Linked DNA regions of Ovis aries: region 1 is linked to region 2. Evidence: chromatin contacts called from public Hi-C data. All regions are on one chromosome and are shown on one strand. The core of a region is the stretch at or near the end of the contact, and the rest is flanking DNA. Distances in the headings are between cores, read along the strand shown.

The links. A called contact is a pair of places that touch in the nucleus more often than the background predicts.
Region 1: a contact with region 2 is called in a Hi-C map of skin fibroblasts, with 2.1 times the contacts expected there. The contact joins two enhancer-like sites. A contact is called at or near these places in 6 of 16 Hi-C or Micro-C datasets (hypothalamus, liver, mesenteric adipose tissue and 3 more).

The regions. Positions count from the first base shown.
Region 1 is chr3:128,939,693-128,945,187 of ARS-UI_Ramb_v3.0, forward strand. No RefSeq gene overlaps it. Among named protein-coding and RNA genes, the nearest start is that of PLEKHG7, 140 kb to the right of the region's middle. Within about 2 kb of position 1,534, at least 16 of the 54 cell types and tissues checked have an H3K27ac peak or open chromatin away from gene starts, as enhancers often do.
Region 2 is chr3:127,770,576-127,776,357 of ARS-UI_Ramb_v3.0, forward strand. It overlaps TRNAW-CCA (transfer RNA tryptophan (anticodon CCA)), which reads right to left and starts at 5,613; the gene lies at 5,541-5,613. Within about 2 kb of position 1,351, at least 4 of the 54 cell types and tissues checked have an H3K27ac peak or open chromatin away from gene starts, as enhancers often do.

The DNA.
Region 1 (5,495 bases), core at 284-2,783, 1.2 Mb after region 2:
GTATTGTGTCTAGAAGCGCATAGGTAACCAATAAAGATCTAAAGTCGAGATATGCGTAAACTAGGTATTGAATGACTTAATCAAGTTACATTCTCATGAATCAGCACAGAAAGACAATACATAATACCCGAAACTAATAACCCAAGATTTAGCAGTATACGGATATTGCTTAAAGATATGGAGGTAAATAACCAAAAGAACCCGTTATAAAAGGTAAAAGTTGCATCTGAGAAAAGACTGAAAACAAGAAAGAGTAGGCAGAGAACTACTGCTTTTTAGTGCAAGGGTTTTTATCTTTTTTGTTGTTGTTATCATGTGTGGTTTTTGTTTCAATAAAAATGTTTAAATTATTAATGTAAAAATACAAACATAGAAATTTTACTAAGAAATGTGTGATCCACTACTATACAAAAGTTGATCAAAGTTCTGTGAATATTAAGGGATAAAGTCTTCTACAATATTTTTAATTATATTTAATGCTGAGCTTGATTTTAGAGTGGGAAGATGATCACTTTATTTTAATAAATAGGCGCTAACCCACCCTCAAGTGTTCCGAACTCAGCAAGATGTCAAGTATCTTCAAATATCCCCTCCATTTGGAGACATCTGTGCTCATTGATTTACAATGCGCACAGGCTGCCTGATTATTTTATTATGTCATTTGCTACTGCAGGAATTATTCATTATCATTCACCAGTAAGCTGAGAACACATGGGGCTGATATCTTGATTCAGAACCCTAAACCTAAAAGGGATATAAGTACTTGGTAAATTTAGAAGGAGATTCTACTCTGTAACTATGAACCTTCTTCATCTACCTTTCATAGACATTTACCACCAGGAACCACAGGTCCATTTTGCATATGTCCTTTGTGAGCAGCAGAGAACAAAGGTAATTTCCTGCAAAACGATGCTGCAACATGATCGTTGCTGTCTATTATCGTGCCAGAACTTGCCTATTGAATATTGTCCCTGACTATTATTCAGAAATTGTTTCTTTGGATGGGTAAGACAAAGATGGGAAGTCCACTTAAACGCTCAAACAGTACCCTCTGCTGGTTGAGTCTGAGCTGAAGATTTGACTTGTAACAGGGCTTAGTCACACTGACAACATGGGGAAAGAATGGATGTCAAGGCAAACACCAAAATCAACTAATTTTAGTTACAAATAAGGAAACTGACATTGAGGCATCATATCACATGTATGATGCATATGTACTTTATTAAATCCTTTGCTCTTGCAAAAAATTATTAATGAGGGATGTTGGGTATTACATTCAAATTCTCTGCTTTACAAAATGATTCATCACAAGTTCCCTCAGTGAGTTTCTCTAGTGTTCTGAATGTGTGGTGTGATTTACACTCTGACTGTGGGAATGTGTTAATTGTATAAAGTAAAGTGGTTTCTTGTATCACAGCCCAGGACTCTTAAACCATACCAGAGATGTCTGCATTACTTGACATGTTTATAAATGTTTAAGAAAAGTTCAGAATTAATTTGTGCTGTCTGGCTAAGGAGCAGTGGTTTGGAGATGCCAAGTTAAATTTATCTGACCAAGGAAGGAACGAGTAACATATATTTCTGGGACAAGGGCTATCTTATGATCTATCATGCTTAATAAATTGAGTAGCAATTAAAAACAGGTACTGTCCTACATTTAGAAATGTAGACCAGCATTTTTTATATCTGTGACTAAAAATCAATTTATATTCAGCTCTCCATGCCTATTATGGTGGGGAGTTCACAGTGTCTAAGGCATGTCTTAGTCTCACTAAGCATTTGCAGTTGAGGAGAAAGTCGACATATTTTAGGCCATTAACGTGGTACGTACTACTAGCCTTTATTCTGTTTCCACCAAAATAGGAGTGGAAGGGGGACTTAAGTGCCCACATTTACCAAGAAATACGGTACATGCTGAGTTTGAGGGAAAGCACATGGTTCTCTTGGTCTAACTTTCATTTATTATTGAGACAGGGATACAAAGAAAGAATTCTCCAGTATAAGAACTGCAACAGTGCAAATATGATGACAGATGGTAACTGAAGCTTGCTTCAGCATTGGGGAGACAAGAATGAGCAGAAGAGACTGGTGAAATGGACAGTGTACGCCCCACCTAAACTGGTCACACACTCAGCGCTTGTCACTGGTGCCATGAAGCCCTGAGGGCCGAGGGTTGTCAGACCTTATGCTTTTCTGAAAGGAGCTTGAAGTCAGAATATTTATGCAACATTTCCTCTTGAAGGCTTAAAATTTTCCAGAAGAGTCTGTGAGCCAAAACAAACATCTATAACCTAAATTTATCCCCCAGGCCAGCAGCGTCTACTGACCACAGACTAAAAGTTCTTTCCTTCTGTTTCAGGCCTTTGCACATGCCCTTCATTCTGCCAGGAATTTTCTTCTCCCAGGTCCCTCCCCTTCCTCCCAGTTAACTACAGTCATCCTCCTGGTATTTACTCAGTCACCATTGCTTCCAAACAGATTTTCCTGATCTGATAAATTAGGTTAGGTCCCCTTGTGATGTACTCATCCATCTTTCTATGCCTTTCCGTCATAGCACACAGCATAGTTTGTTCTTAGACGCTCGTTTGTGTAATTACTTGATTTTTTTTCCTCCCTCACCATGATGGCAGAGGCCATGCCTCTTTTGTTTAGGAGTCTATTGCTCATCCTAAAATAAGCAGTGGTAAGTAGTTGCTGAATAAACAGGTAATGACTTTAAAGTAATTCTTCATAAGTGTACTTGGAACCACTCATCTACAGTTAACACCACATGATCCCTTAGATTCCAGCTTTGGAGACACAAAGGTATGGATCTGAACCTCCAAGGAGTTCATTGGTTGTCTGTGTCATGTAGTTGGTGAAGCTCTGTGAGTCTGTTTCTCATTTATAAAGTAGAACCTCCCAGGTTTGTGCAGAGGACTAAAGATGGATAATGCATTCATTATACAGTACAAACACATAGTCTTCAAAAGATGTTAATTATTATTATTACCACTAATACTAATAGTCTACTCACGCTAGGTGGTCCATATTCCCCCTAGGCACAGTGGTGAAAGTCACTCAGTTGTGTCTGACTCTTTGTGACCCCATGTTCTCCAGGCCAGAATCCTGGAGACGGTAGCCATTCCTTTCTCCAGGGGATCTTCCCAACCCAGGGATTGAAGCCAAGTCTCCCACATTGCAGGTGGATTCTTTACCAGCTGAGCCACAAGGAAAGCGCAGGCACAGTGGTGAGGGCTTGGCAAATCTGAGTTTATAGGTCAATTTCTGTGCCTTTGGCCTCTGAACAGCACCAGCTCCCCTTCCACCACCTCCGACCCCACCATCCAGCCCCGGCCCCTGTAGCAACAACAGCATTATCCCATCAACCAAGCTAATTAGTATTTAGAGAAATCAGGCCTGGAAGAGGTCTTACAATATAATATCTTAACCATCAGTGCTTTTTTTTTTTTAATCAGAAAGACTTATTCACCACTGATCTTTCTAGATTATGTAGCTGATCTTAATCAACCCCTTAAGGATGCTTAATATGTATCTCAGGCACACCTGCCAGGTATGAGCTATGAACTTAAGATGGATAAATGGATATTTTATTCCTAGGGTAGGACACATAATCCTTGATTTAGGATATCTGGCAGGCAGAAATCATGGTGTGTGTCATGGAAAGCAGGTAAGATTGGAGCCAGAGTCGCTTGGATTCACATTTTTGTCATCTTGGACCAGCTCTGTGATCTTGGCCCAGCTCTGTGATCTTGGCCAAGTCCTTAGGCCTCTTCTGTAAAACTAACCTCAAAATACCTGCTTAGAGCATCGTTCTAAAGATTAAAGATAACATGTGGCAAAGAGTCTGGCATGGAAGAGGTGCTCAATGAATGACAGTTATGTAAGAAAAGGGAATCAGAGCATTAAACGTATGCCCCACCCCAACTTCCCTAAAATAAAATTCTACTTAATATACACAAGATAGCACAGACCACAAGAGGCTGCACTGTACTCTGGAAACCATCGGATTTCAAACATACAGTGGAAGAAATAGCACAATCTTTGGGAAGTTATAGAAAACTGGGCCACAAATCTGTCGTGAACAGCTCTTCATCCTCTGCTTTCACAGACAATCAGGGAGAAGTCTGAGCCCACAGACAGTGCTTCCCTGGAAGGCTGGCTAGGAAACCAGCAGTCTCTAGTCACTGTCCCACCACAACCCGTTTCCGGCATTTGCCTTCCAAGGTCAAGCTGATCTCCTGCATCCTGGGACTCAGTTCCACATCACTTGTAACAAAATGTCCACGAATTTCGCCCTTCAATTATTTGCTTATTTATTTTACTGTGTCACACTAGTCTCCTTGGCTTTTAATCTCCCCTACAAATCGAGCCCAATATGGACTATCATTACTTCCTACTCTGAGCTTCTGCGGCAGCTCCGGCCTACGTGGCGGCACTCCCTCCTAAGAACACAGCATCGTTGTCTGATTTATCTTTGTCTTCTCAGCAGCTGTTGTTCAGTTGCTTAGTCATGCCTGACTCTGCGACCCCATGGACTGCAGCATGCCAGGCTTCCCTGTCCTTTACTTTCTCCCGGAGTTTGCTCAAATTCATGTCCATCGAGTTGGTGATGCTGTCCAACCACCCACCCACAAAAGAAACTAACTGGCTGATTTAAGCAGGAAAGGAATGTATTCAAAGGAGGCTCGGTAGTTTCCTGCACCACTAGGAAGCCTGAAGATCCAAATTCTAGATCTCTGTGGCTAGAAACCAAGGCCCCAGACAGCACCCAGCGTTCATCAGCAAAACACTTCTTCCCTCTCCTGCTCCTTGGTAACAATTTCCCAGCTTAAAATGCGGGACAGCTCTCCAAGGCTGCCTGCAGGGGAGCTGGGAAAGTGGATATCTGGCATTTTCAGCTTCTCACATGAGAGATGGCCTCCAGCCCAGCAAGACTTAAAAGGTAAAGAATTCCTGCATAGGATAAGGTTCAAATGCAGGGCAGCCAAAATTAGAATACGGCGAATCATGACTGCAGCAACTTCTTAGCATTGACTTTTTAGCCCTCAGAACACACCAATTATCAGCGTGTTTGGGTTTTCTTACTGCTCACTACAGCACCAGAAAATAACATGCTCACTACCTGTTTACTGAAATAAATGAGCAATGAACCTAATGCCACGTAGTTTCAGCCTGGGTTCCCACAACATCCATACTGATTCCTCCTTTGTCCTGAACTTCGGAAGTGGCCCAGCGCCCACAGTGCGGACGCCCAGGCCCGCCAGCTATGTGCACAGCAGCCACACTCAGCCTGGCTGGCCCCAGCCCCGGGGGCTGCCCAGCTGCCCCTCCAGCTCTGTCGTCTCTTCTCTGTCATTCCCTTGCCCTTTGGACTTGATGGCTGCCTTCGGCTCACTTACTTTTTGACCCTGGGCGCTCTGAAGTGTTCCTCAACATGAGTGCAGGACAATTCTTTGCTGAACACAACTGCCCCTTAGGTTGCAGTATTTTTA
Region 2 (5,782 bases), core at 101-2,600:
CTGACAGCTGTCCCAGTGTCGGGGTGCTCTGTAAGAGGAGAAGAGAAAAGAAGGAAAGCAAAAAATCCTCTCCTGTCTGCCACGGCAACTCTGACGCTGGGGTCAAACGCACAGAGTAAATGCCTTTTCCCTCCTCTTCTTACAGGCCGAAAGTACCCCTCACAGAAAGTAAAGCTGCTTTCTTTCCTCAACGTATTATCAATATGAAGCCTTATATGAACGTCTGCATAAAATGTGCTTTAAAAATGTTATTTCCCTCCCTTGTTTCCCTTCTGTTTTGCACCTCTGCCTTCCATTCTAAGGAGTAACAGATTCTGTGGCTCAGGTTTGTCCCTTCAGAGAGGAGTGTGGTAAGGCAAGAAGCAGAAGGTGGAAAGCCTCTCTGGCTTTGGTTCCCAGGCCTATTCCAATAATTAAGAAGAGACTCTTATTGACGATGGGCCTCAGGGCAGTGAAACCAGAGCCCTGGTCCCTGGAGGAATGTTGGAGAGGCAGGATGACTCCAGAGTTCAACACTAGATACTGGAAGCCCCCAAGAGTAAGGTGGATACAGGGAATGTGACTACACCCTGGGTCCCACCTCTTTAGAGAGCCCCACCGGAGAAGATTAGACAGTGTGTGAGAGACACCAGACCTCACGGGGATCTCTTGGGTAGTAAGAAAAATCAAAATGGACCATGTTACCTAGGATGTGACAATCTCTTCCCTGTTTTCAGGGAAATTTAAGCTTCCCCAGTCTCTGATACTACTTTGAGAAGGCTACAAAAATCCTTGACATTATGTTGGAATTGGGTCTTGGAGTTAAAAGTGGGTTAATTTAAGAAAAATAACACAAAAGTCATTTCTTGCATACCTGAGATTTAAATCATACAGAAACCATACTTCATATCTTCTAACGATATTACTGGTTACTTCATCTGATCTTCAGTGCAGTCCTATAAAGGAGTTAGGTGTTTATCATTTAGCATTAATAAAGCAAGTCATTTTCATTTTTGTGCTATTCTTCAAAACATTCACAAGGATTTTTCATTGTCTTAATCTCTATTTAATAAACATTTCAACAGGTTTACAAACACTAAGTTGAGGGATTTGGTGATCATTCAGGCTCTCTCTTCTATGCCAGAACAAAATTGATATTTGAGGTATTCTTCTCGGTAGTTTTTATTTTCAAGTTCTCCTCTTTTCAGAATTACCTGTAGCACTTATGTTTTATTGTTCATTTTTGGAAACAGAACCACAGGCTCTAGAGGGAGCACTGACTTGGAAGTTAGATTTTGAGATTAATTGTTACATAAGTTCTTAGGATTTAGTCAGTTATAGCTGTCAGGGAGAAACTGGTCATGGTTGGGACACCAGGAGGTGAAGGTTAAAGGATGTAAAAGACAAGAAACCGTGGCTGTGCACTGCCTGGTCGCCAAGACCAAAGCCCTAGCCATTCTGCAGTTAACCAAGTTCCTTCTCTGCAATTAGTAGAATTGCTGCTACAAAATCATGTAAGCAACTCAACAGAGAAGTCCACAATTATGACATTATGGGTAGACAAAGAATCTGGATACTAAGAAGCACAGCTAGAACGGGAAGTGTGTGTGTGTGTGTGTGTGTGTGTGTGTGTCCTCAGTCACTTGGTCATGTTCAACTCTGTGCAACCCCATGGACTGTAAGTAGCCCGCCAGTGTCCTCTGTCCATTGGATTTTCCAGGCAAGAATACTGGAATGGGTTGCCATTTCCTCCTCTAAGAACTGGAAGCAGTAGGTAACGACTCTGAAGTCCAGAGAATCACAGGGGAGGCTACATGGTTAGCAGGATGCATCTTGGTTACCGGTGGATCTGAGCATCCTTTTCTGTGAGGCCCAGAAGCAGCCTGAGAAGCTTCTCAACAGTGCCCCATGAAACCACAGGTAATCCATTGCAAAGTACAATTTTAGGTCTTTATAGAGCAAATAAGTCAGTATATCCTATTGGAGAATGAGAATCATGGTTCTAAAGGGTAGGGTAACTATACATCCCAGATTTCGCAGAATGGTTCTGGTTTATATGTCTTGTTGCAGTGTACTTATTAATGTCATTCCATTCATCCTCAAAAGTGTTCCAGTATGAACTACAAATTATATGGTCCCTCTATTTGGCAAATATCAAAGCATCTAAATCCTACTTCTGACTGATCATGTAATCTTCAGGTTGTGTAAAATCAAATCAGTGAAGAAAGCCGACTCCCTGAGTATTTGATACGATGGAGACAGCAATTGTCTTATGCATACCTATCCTGTCTGTACAGACTCAGAGCCTCAGATTCCCTTCTAAGGGAAAGTAATACCTGTATCCAAAACTAACCTCCAAATATTATTGGAGATGTAACCTGGCAGGCTACAGTCAGTGGGGGTCGTAGGACTTGACTTAGTGACTAAATAACAACAACCTGTCCGTAAGCCCACAGGCCTTCCAGACCAATCTTCAGAATACTTAATCAAGCTCCATTCTTTGGACTCTCTAGTTGTGCTTGCTTTATCCAGTAAAATTTATTTAGCTTTGTGGACTGGATTGCCACTAATTTTAACACATATTTGTCACAATGTGTATCTATCATTCTTATACAGCTAGCTTTGGGTTCTATGCTACCCATTGCTCTGGTCTACCACCAGAATTACTCAAAATTATCTTTTAGAGCACCTGGAAAACCTCTGTTTATTTCCAACATCCTCAGTTCCATCCCAAGTATCCTGGGGTTTTGTCTTTGTTACCTAAAGGTTATGTCTTCTTAAGAAATTTAAAAAATTTTGTAGATTATAAATATCCCAAAATAACTGAGTGAACCCCTTTAAGGGGACTATTCATTATTCTGCCCAAGTTTCATCGACGCACAGTAATTTATAAACCTATCTATACATGTGATATAGTACAGATTGTAGATTTAAAGGTAGTTTTTCTCAACATAAATATTAAAAGTAAATTATAGTCTTTTTTTTGTAGAAGGTTGTTGTTCTTTTTCTTTTTTATAGTGCTCTGATGGTTATGACTGATATGAAAACCTCAAAATATTTTGGGTTTGGTTCAGATAAGCATCTGTGACTTTGAATGTTATTCCAAACTCTTGAGTCCATAAATTAAAAATGCATGAGCAAATGGCTTATGCCAGATTTTTACTCTCAGATATAATCAGCTTCAGCAACAAAGCATGAGAATGACAAGTGCAGTATAAATTGCTCCTGATCCATAGGCAATCTCATGCTTATGAGCAGGTTCTTTCCCAAGAGTTCATGTGTAAGTTGCTTAGAACTCAGAATCAGGTCCCCAATGAAACAGTGCCACAGGGTGGTGAGGCACCTAGCATCAGAGCCTGGCATGGAGTGAGTGCAAAAGCTTCTGATTACCTTCTGCCTTGATCTCTGAGTTGGAGAAGAGTAATAATGTAGTGGATTATTCAACTCTACATATATTACCTCCTTTAGCAACAACTCTTAGATAGGTTTTACTTTCATGCCGAGTTTATGAGAACAAAGAGATCAAGTCACCTACACGTAGACTCAGTTGATAGAGGCAGGATTTAGACCCAAGTATTCTGGCTTCAGGGCTAATATTCTCAACCACTTCTTCCAGAAAGGGTTGGAAGATGGGTAGGGTGGGCAGAAGAAGCTGCTAGACCAAATGTGTAAGTGAGGGGAGAAGACAGTGGGGACAAAGAGTTGAGAACAGCTGGCTGCCTAGGGAAGGGTACTCATTTTTTAACAGGGTAGAAGTTTTCCTTCATTCTTTTTTCCTATCCCTAACTCCTTTTTAATTTTTCTATTCTTCTTCTTCTATTCCTCATTCTTCCTATTCCTAATTCTTTTTTAATTTTTACTATTATTTTCATACTGATGCAAAGAACTGACTCTTGAAAATACCCTGATGTTGGGAAAGACTGAAGGCAGGAGGAGAAGGGAACAACAGAGGATGAGATGGTTGGATGGCATCACTGACTCAAGGAACATGAGTCTGAGTAAACTCTGGGAGTTGGTGATGGACAGGGAGGCCTGGCGTGCTGCAATCCATGGGGTTGCAGAGAGTCAGACACGACTGAGCGACTGGACTGAACTGATCCTTGCTTATTGTCTCCCTCCTTTCATTCTTACACTACTGCAGATTCTATCTACTATTACAGGCAGAGCTGGATTTGGATGGATAAGGCTGACCCCCTGTTTTGGTGTGCCCATGCCTCAGCAGTTTCTGAAGACACCAGATTTTTAGTCTGAAACCAGGAAATTCCCTGGCAAACTAGGACTAGGCTGGTGACAGTGTGTGTATGACAGGAAGAAGACTCTATAGAGAAACAAGGAGGAGCAAAATGAGGACCAAAAAGAATTCCGCAGGAGTGACCATGGGAAATTGCTATGAGCTGAACTTCAAGCAGTTGAGTTTCAAGTTTTAAACTCAAAGTGCATTGGGAACATTAAGCAAAAGTTCTTAAGTAGTATTTAGACATGTTAAATTTGGCTTCAACTTAGGTCACAAGGTTTTGAAAGAGTATAGGGCAGAGTGGGAACCAGCTTTAATCTGATGAAAGCAACTGGAAAAACAACTCTGTTAAAAGTTTCCTTGTCCCTACAGGAAAGAAATATTCAGATTACTCAATGGCATTCTTTTGTTGTTTTTCTTATTTAGTGATTGAAGGAATAAGCAACATTGCTATTCACTTAAGTTCCATACATAAATAGTTTCTGTGATGATTATTAAGTTATATCTTGTTAAGAAACTGTAAAATTCTATGCTATCTACTGTGTTCTAGTTTACCTTAAAGTACACCTTTATTAGCTATCACTTGAATTACTGTCCTTATCTTCCTAAAAATATAATTGGTTGAGAGTTTATTTTTTAGTATTTTAAAATATTATTAAATGAATGGAAATTGTTTTCCATTTTTGACCTAAATGAGGGCTATCTTTCATGAAAATGAATTTTGAAGAGGTTTACAATGAAAGAAATTCCCAAGTCTGCAAAAATAATAACCTTTGAAATGCTTTATTGATTGTTCAAAGGCCCATATTATATATTTTAATTTTTTTGAGATTGCATGTTTCAGATAGATAAACTTCCTAGACTACTCTTCATGAAATACTTTTTAAGTTGGAAATATCATGGCAGAGTAATGCAGTCTGTCTAGTTAAACAGAAATGTAAAATGCTCATTACTCAAGATTTTTATAATGAAAATTCTATAACATTTTGAATAACAAAGGTGAACCTTCTATTATTTTCTCCCTTTTGTCACTAAAAAGAAAAAAAATGAATAAGATTAAAAAAAAATCTTTGCAACACCCTCAATTCAAACCTTGGTTAATATATCAGTCAATTTTGGGTGAAATAACAATTTAAAAATATCAGTGACATGACATAAACATTTAGTTTCTGTTTATGTTACATGAGTGAAGTGAAGTGAAATGAAGTTGCTCAGTCGTGTCCAACTCTTTGCGACCCTGTGGACTGTAGCCCACTAGGCTTCTCCATCCATGGGATTCTCCAGGCAAGAATACTGGAGTGGGTTACCATTTCCTCCTCCAGGGGATCTCCCCCACCCAGGGATTGAACCTGGGTCTCCTGCATTGGAGGCAGACGCTTTAACCTCTGAGCCACCAGGGAGTACTAGGGCTCAACTGGGTCTTGTTACTGCACATCTTATCATTCAAGACTGAAAAAGCAGCTGCTCTCTGGGACTTGCTATTTTCATGGCAGAGGGGAGGAACCCAAGTGTGAACTGAGTTTGATGCAAAAACCTGGGGTCACATATTATATCTCCCTAACCTATGTA